Linked DNA regions of Sus scrofa: region 1 is linked to region 2. The links are chromatin contacts, called in public Hi-C maps. All regions are on one chromosome and are shown on one strand. The core of a region is the stretch at or near the end of the contact, and the rest is flanking DNA. Distances in the headings are between cores, read along the strand shown.

Region 1 (3,333 bases), core at 689-3,188, 47 kb before region 2:
AGAGCGGCCACCCAGGTTAGTGGGGCTGGTTGGTGGGGAGACTGGCCTCTCCCTGAGGTGGTACCTCCCACCCCAGCCCCCGGCCTCATCTTTCTGCGCAGTGACCTGGAAAGTCAGGGTCACGGTGGCCTTGGGCTCCGGGCAGTCACTCCCACCCTGCTTTTGTGCACTTTGCTTCATCCTGCCTTCTCCTGCCAATGTTTCCTGAGGGCCTACTGTGTGCCTAGAACCACAGAAGCTTCCAGAAGAAACAGGCAGGTTTTTGGAGCCCACCATCCAAAAGGGCCGTAGGATGGTCTGGGCTGCGACAAGGACAGTGGTTCGTCCACATCTGAGTTGAGGCGAGAGCCACGCATTTGGGAAGCCAGCTGGGCATCGGGCATGGGGAGAGTGTGTTCGCAAGCGTGGGGGTCGGGGGCTGTGGTCACACTATGACCAGAACAGGGGACACCAGCACCCTGAGCCCCAGCCTCCCTGACCGCAAAATGTCTGGTGTGTGCTAGACCCTCGACGAACCCTGACTGGGCTCCTGAATGCTGCAAGGGCTGCAGCCCCCTGCCCCGCCCTGAGCAGCACCCCCAGGACCCGAAATGGAGGGGACCTACTCCTCAGCGATCATGTCCCCCTGGGGGTGCTTCATTTGCTTGGCGATGGCCGCATCTGCCTCCAGCACGTACAGAAGCTTCTCCGAGTCCGACACCTTCTGCAAGGCCACGTCCCGGTGCTCGGGCTGCCGGCCCTCCTGCAGCCCGGCCAGATCCTGTGAGAGTCACAAGAAAGGGCTGGGGGGGGGGACGGTGGGCGGGGACTCAGTGGGCACAGGACAGGAGGGGTGGGAGGAGGAGAGGGGCAGAGGACAGGCTCCTCTGGCTCTGTCCTGTGCCTCCTTGTGGCAGCTTGGGCTGGGAAGGCAGCAGTGCAGAGCCTTGGCCCCGCCCAGCCCAGCCCAGGGGAGACCCCCCAGGAAGGCAGGTCAACAAATGAGCCGCAGAAGGGTGACTGCAAGTTCATACAAGCTGGTGTTACCAAGGGAACGCAGCAGAGGTGGAATGTGGGAGACTTGCTCCAGGGGTCAGTGAGGCCCTTCTGAGGCAGTGACACAGCCTAAGACTAAAGGAAGACTGGGAAGAGTGTCCTAGGCAGAGGGAACAGCCTGTGCAAAGGCCCTGCGGCAGGAAAGGACCTCTGTGATTGAGGCTGGAAGGAGGCATAGGGAGAAAGTGGGAGAAGGCACAGTGCACCTCATCTATCCTTTTTTTTTTTTTTTTTTGCTATTTTAGGGCCCCACCTGCCTTACATGGAGGTTCCCAGACTAGGAGTCCAAGCAGAGCTGCAGCTTCCAGCCTACGCCACATTGTGGCTGTAGTTCCAATTTGACGCCTAGTCTGTGAACCTCATATAACATAGGTGCGGCCTTAAAAAGCAAAAAAAAGAAAGAAAGAAAGGAAAAGAAAAAAGAAGACGGAAGGGAAGAATGGCAAAAGGAAAAAGTGGAACGGCTTCCTCTCAGAGGAAGATAAGGTGTTTAGCCTACCCCACCCAGGCCGGTAGGGGGAGGGCTGAGGGCTGGGGGCACCCAGGGCCTGGAGGGCCTTGGAGTTGAGGCCCGAGTGTCACAAGACCAGAGGCACTGGGCCATTAGTGTGCCACGGCTGGGGCTGGCCAGTTAAAAATTGATAGCAACGACAGGAAATACAACGAAACATCATGATCCTTGGCGTGGGGGAATTTTATTCGTTCCATCATCACCCGCTGATCTGAAGCTCTGCTGGTCAGTGATAGTGCCACGGATTAATTCTGCACAAGAGGGACGTCAGTTAATCATTTCCTAATTCAGAGGCGCAGGTGCTGTGGGGGGAGGCCAGCACCCCCCGATGAGGGGGAGAGAGCACGGAGCGAGCCGCGTGGAGGGGAAGCGTTCAAGAGTCCACCGTCGGGCAAGACGGATCGATGAGGACGCAGGCTGCACAGTGGTTACCTCTGGGCAGGACGGACTGGGAAGGTCCCTGGGACATTTCTGGAAACGTGCTCCACCCTCACCCCAGGAACGGTGCCGGGGCGACCTACTGGCACAGGAACGTGGGAGGGTGAACCCTTAACATCTGGATACTCTCCAGAGACCTTACATGTGTTTCACTTTAAAGTAAACAAAAATCAGGAGTTCCCTTCATGACTCTGCGGTAACAAACCCAACTAGTACCTATGAGGGCACAGGTTCGATCCCTGGCCTTGCTCAGTGGGTTAAGGATCCTGGCATTGCCATGCACTGTGGTGAGGGTCATAGACGTGGCTCGGATCCAGCGTTGCTGTGGCCGTGCAGCTGTCCCGATTCGACCCCTACACTGGGAACTTCTGTATGCCATGGGTTCGGCTCTAAAAAGAAAGAGAAAAATAATAATAATAATAATAAAGTAAAAAATATCGTAGGGACTGAATGACCCACAGGCTGATGGACAGACCTGTGATGAAGCCAGTCCAGCAGACATCGCTGGCAGAATCTGGGCGGTGGAGACATGGATGTTCTCTAATCCCTCCAACTTTAGCAGCGTTTAAAAAATAAGCTAGGGGAGTTCCCGCCGTGGCGCAGTGGTTAACGAGTCCGACTAGGAACCATGAGGTTGCGGGTTCGATTCCTGGCCTTGCTCAGTGGGTTAAGGATCCGGCGTGGCTGTGAGCTGTGGTGCAGACGTGGCTCGGATCCTGTGTTGCTGTGGCTCTGACACAGGCCGGCGGCTACAGCTCTGATTGGACCCCTAGCCTGGGAACCTCTATATGCCTCAGGAGCAGGCGAGAAAAGGCAAAAAGACCAAAAAATAAAGAATAAAAAAAATAACATAGGGAAAAAAAGCAAAAAAAAAAAAAAAAAAAAGGCAGTTCCCATTGCGGCTCAGCAGTAACGAGGAGCCATGGGGATGCAAGTTCCATCCCTCACTCAGAGGGTTAAGGATCTGGTGTTACTGTGAGCTGCAGTATAGGTTGCAGACGCCGCTCAGTTCCCATGTTGCTATGGCTGTGGTGAAGGCTGGCAGCTGCAGCTCCAATTCGACCCCTACCCTGAGAACTTCCATATGCCATAGGTGCAGCCCTAAAAAAAAATTAAGCTAGGAGTTTCCCGGCGGCACAGCAGGTTAAGGGCCTGGTGTTTTCACTGCTGTGGCTTGGGTTGCTGCTGTGTCATGAGTTCCATCCCTGGCCTGGGAACTTCCACACACTGTGGCTGCAGCCAAAGAAACAAAAAATTAGGATAATTACAAAAAGCTGATTAGTGGTTGCCGGGGGGGGGAAGACCGCTAATAGGCGCAGAGCTGGGATGACGAAGGGGCCTTGGAACCA
Region 2 (3,540 bases), core at 446-2,945:
CGGGAGCGACCTCCCCCTCCGGAGCGCACCTCCGAGCATCCTCGGTTCCCTAAGGAATCCCCGGGAGTGCCCTCCAAGATCTGCTAGCCAGCACGGCCAGACGCGTCTGTTTAAAAGAACCACGTGAGGAGCTGGCGAACAAGCACGTGCCCAGGCTCTTCTCAAATGGTGCCCGAGAAAACAGATTGCCCCTCCCGATCCTTTCAGGTGTAAACATTCCGCTCTGATTATCTTGGGTCAACTCAAGCCTCTCGTGTTGTCACAACCGCCAACAGTGTGAACGAGCACTTGGTGCCCTGCACGGACGTCGGGGAGGAGCCTGGGAATTTCTCTGATGAACCTACAGTAGAGCGGATCTTCCCTCTACTCCTACCTTGCCCAGCAATTTCCCCTTCTAGAAGACCCAAGGAGCCGTGGACGGGCTTTTGCTGCTACCGTGTGGCGAAGATGGGGGCCGTGCACTCTATTTTTAGCCTTACCCAAGAAGGAGCCATTGACAGTCTTTTGCTGCCACCTTGTGGCAAGGATGGGAATCGTGCGCTCCATTTCCAGCTTTGATAACCTTAACCAAGAAGGAGCCATTGACGGTCTTTTGCTGCCACCTTGTGGCAATGATAGGAATCGCGTGCTCCATTTCTACCCTGGACAACCTTTAGCCAAGAAAACGCACTGAGCATCTACGGCTGCCAGATCCCCAGGAAGACCCTGCTGCCGTGGGGCAAATGAATAAGACAGACAAGACACAGTCTCTGCTCTCGCGGAGCTCACGCTCTCCTTGGACAGACCTACAAATAAATGAATGGATGAATAAAGGAGGTGATTGCAGAGTGTGACACAATGCTAGGAAGGAAGAAAAAGGATTGGTTGTCACAAGTGTAATGATATATCTGTCTCCCTGTACACACTCTCCCTGCCGTATCAACCCGCTGAGCGAGGCCAGGGATCGAACCCGCATCCTTATGGGTACTAGCCCAGTTCATTTCCGCTGAGCCACAACAGGACCTCCTTCACTCCTTGAATCCCTTCCCTGTTTATTTTTTTCACCTTGGCATTTTCCCCCATCTCACATAATGCTATATATTTGGCTCACTTATCGAATGTCTGTCTCCCCCACTGGAATGTAAACTCCACAAAACTCTACCTGTTTTGTTCACTGATGACTCTTCAGCACTTGATAAGTCCTAACACTTAAGCGATGTGTAAACAACTGCAAAGTGAATGAAAGATACCAGATACCGACAGGCCTGCTACTCGGGGCAGAACCGAGAGGGTTCTGGGGCGTGGCCAGTGGAGGGACCGGACTCAGAGTCCAGGAGGAGAGAGGGTTGGCCCGAGTTAGGGAACTGTACTGGGATAGAGGGGCGGGACAAGCAAGGGTTCGCCTGGAGGCAGAGCTAGATTAGAGCCGCAGCCTGGGGGCGGGGTCTTCCTGGGGCTGGGCCACGCGCGAGGCGAGTGCTTTAGGGGCGGGACCTATGGAGGCGGGGCCTGCGTGAGGCGGGGCCATACGGGAGGAAGGGCGGGGCGGGGCGTGGTCAAACAAGGAAGTGTAGAATAAAAGGCGGGACTAAGACTGGGATGGGGCCAGTCCAAGGCGGGGCCAGGCTGGGGCGGGGCCTGCCCAGGGCGGGGTAAATCTGGGCGGGGCCATGGCTGAGCCGGGGGCGGAGGAAAGGGGTTGGCTGGGGGGACGAGGGCGGAGCCAGTCCAAGATCTCCGCTGTCCTGGGTCCTGGAGCGCTCCCGCCCCGGCAGGGCTAGCTCCCGTCCCTTAAGTCCCTCCCTGACCCGCCCGGCCGCAGGGTGTGCAGGATCAGACGCCCCCAGCTCAGCGACCGCAGCTGCACCCAGTCCCAGGCTCTGAGCTTCGGGCCAGGCGGCCGCAGGGGACCCTGGAGGGCTCAGCTCCGCACTGCCCTGGGGCTGTGTCCCAGGAGACTCCGAGGGCGACGGTGAGCAGGGCTGGGGGTGGGGGGGGATGTGCGTGTGTGCGTGTACATCGGTGTGTGTGCATGTGTGTGAACGTCTGTGCGCATCAGGAGAATTATATGAGAGCCTGGAGTTGGGTAGGTGCGTGCTCCGGGGAGCTGGGTGTGTGTGCAAAGTTGAGTGCGTTTGCAAGGGCAGCCCCGTGTGGGAGGGCAGTCGTACATGTGTGTGCGTGTGAAATTTGGTGAGGACTGAATGTTAATGTGTCTTGGAGGAAAATGGGAGGGCAGGTGCAATGAATCTTGGGGGGACTGTGTGTTCCGGATGTCGGTGGCAGGCTGTGGGCTGCGTGGGTGAAGGAATTGTGGGAGTGTGAGAACTGCGAATGTATGTGTTTCCATTTGGACTTACTGGGTTTTCCATGACCCTCAGCATGAAGGGGTGGGGCCCAAACGTTGTGTGTACCGATTAATCCTGAGGAGGGAGAGTGGTCGGGGGCCAAGGGTAACGGACAGAACAGGGGTTTGGGGACTGGCCCAAAGTAATCTGGGGATCCCTGGCCCCCTTGACTTGAGGAGATGTGTGGGTGGCGCCAAGGGTGGGCCTGCCCCTGGCTAGGGAGCAGTGGGCAGGGCTCCTGCTTCACAGGGTGGGCGCTGCCGCCTCACCAGTCGCCCTCACTCAGGCTCCGTGCCCACTTCCTGCCTGGGTGGCTCTCGCTGGTCGTCCTGCAAGAACATGGTGCAGAAGTACCAGTCTCCTGTCCGCGTCTACAAGTACCCGTTCGAGCTGGTCATGGCGGTGAGTGACCCCCGACCCTGAGGTCCCTTGTGTGACGGGTGGAGGGATACCAGAGGTCAGCTCTGATGGTAAGAAGAGGGAGACCCCCTTGAACCCCCCGATCAGAAGGAATTAATGAGCTACTCCACTGACTGGGTGGGTCCAGCCTCTAACCAGGACCCTTCGCCTGGCCGTCCCACCTTTCATCACAACTTCCGGAACCCTTGCCCACTGACCAAAACACAAGGTCTTTCCCTCCTTTCCTTGTTGAAGCTTATCTGTCCTCTTATCTCGGTCCCCTTCAATAGAAAACAAGCATGTCAGGGGCCAAACCACTGCTGTCATTTTGTGTAATAATAATAGTTATTATTATATATATACTAATGATGATGACAGCAGCCATTCACTGAGGGTCTGTGGCGTTAAGTCTTTACAGATGTTATTTCGTGTAATTTCCAGCAGCTCTTCTCATTCTCATTTTACCTCCACTAAAGTGAAGCTTGGACAGGTGAAAGGACGGCTTTAAGTTCTGGGGCCAGGAAGAGGGAAAGCCAGGCCTGGATCCACAAGGGGGTGTGGACAGTGGCTCCAGAACCTAGAGTTTAGCCACAACACCCCCAGTGTCCTCCCTCTGCTCCCACCCCTCCCCTCTGCTCCCCTTCCTTCTCTTCCAAGAAAGCTAAGACCAGGAAAGGGGGGGATGCCAGTGGGCAGGGAGGGCCTGGGAGCAGCTGTTTTCAGGGTTCAGACTAACTAGGTGGCACAGAATTGGCTCCTGAGCCCTCAGCCTCCTGGCTCAGTGGTCTGCACACTGTGGGGCAGGAGCTGGAGA

The links. Hi-C and Micro-C count contacts between places; a contact is called where the count stands out from the background.
Region 1: a contact with region 2 is called in a Hi-C map of liver, with 9 times the contacts expected there. A contact is called at or near these places in 1 of 5 promoter capture datasets (liver) and 8 of 47 Hi-C or Micro-C datasets (embryonic fibroblasts, epiblast stem cells, liver and 2 more).

What each region holds. Positions count from the first base shown.
Region 1 is chr3:37,488,361-37,491,693 of Sscrofa11.1, reverse strand. PPL (periplakin) reads right to left here. Exons shown (of 22, transcript XM_013995670.1): 3 at 606-760. Among named protein-coding and RNA genes, the nearest start is that of PPL, 30 kb to the right of the region's middle.
Region 2 is chr3:37,441,283-37,444,822 of Sscrofa11.1, reverse strand. It overlaps SEC14L5 (SEC14-like protein 5), which reads left to right and starts at 1,695. Exons shown (of 16, transcript XM_003124623.4): 1 at 1,695-1,951; 2 at 2,614-2,729. The coding sequence starts at 2,667.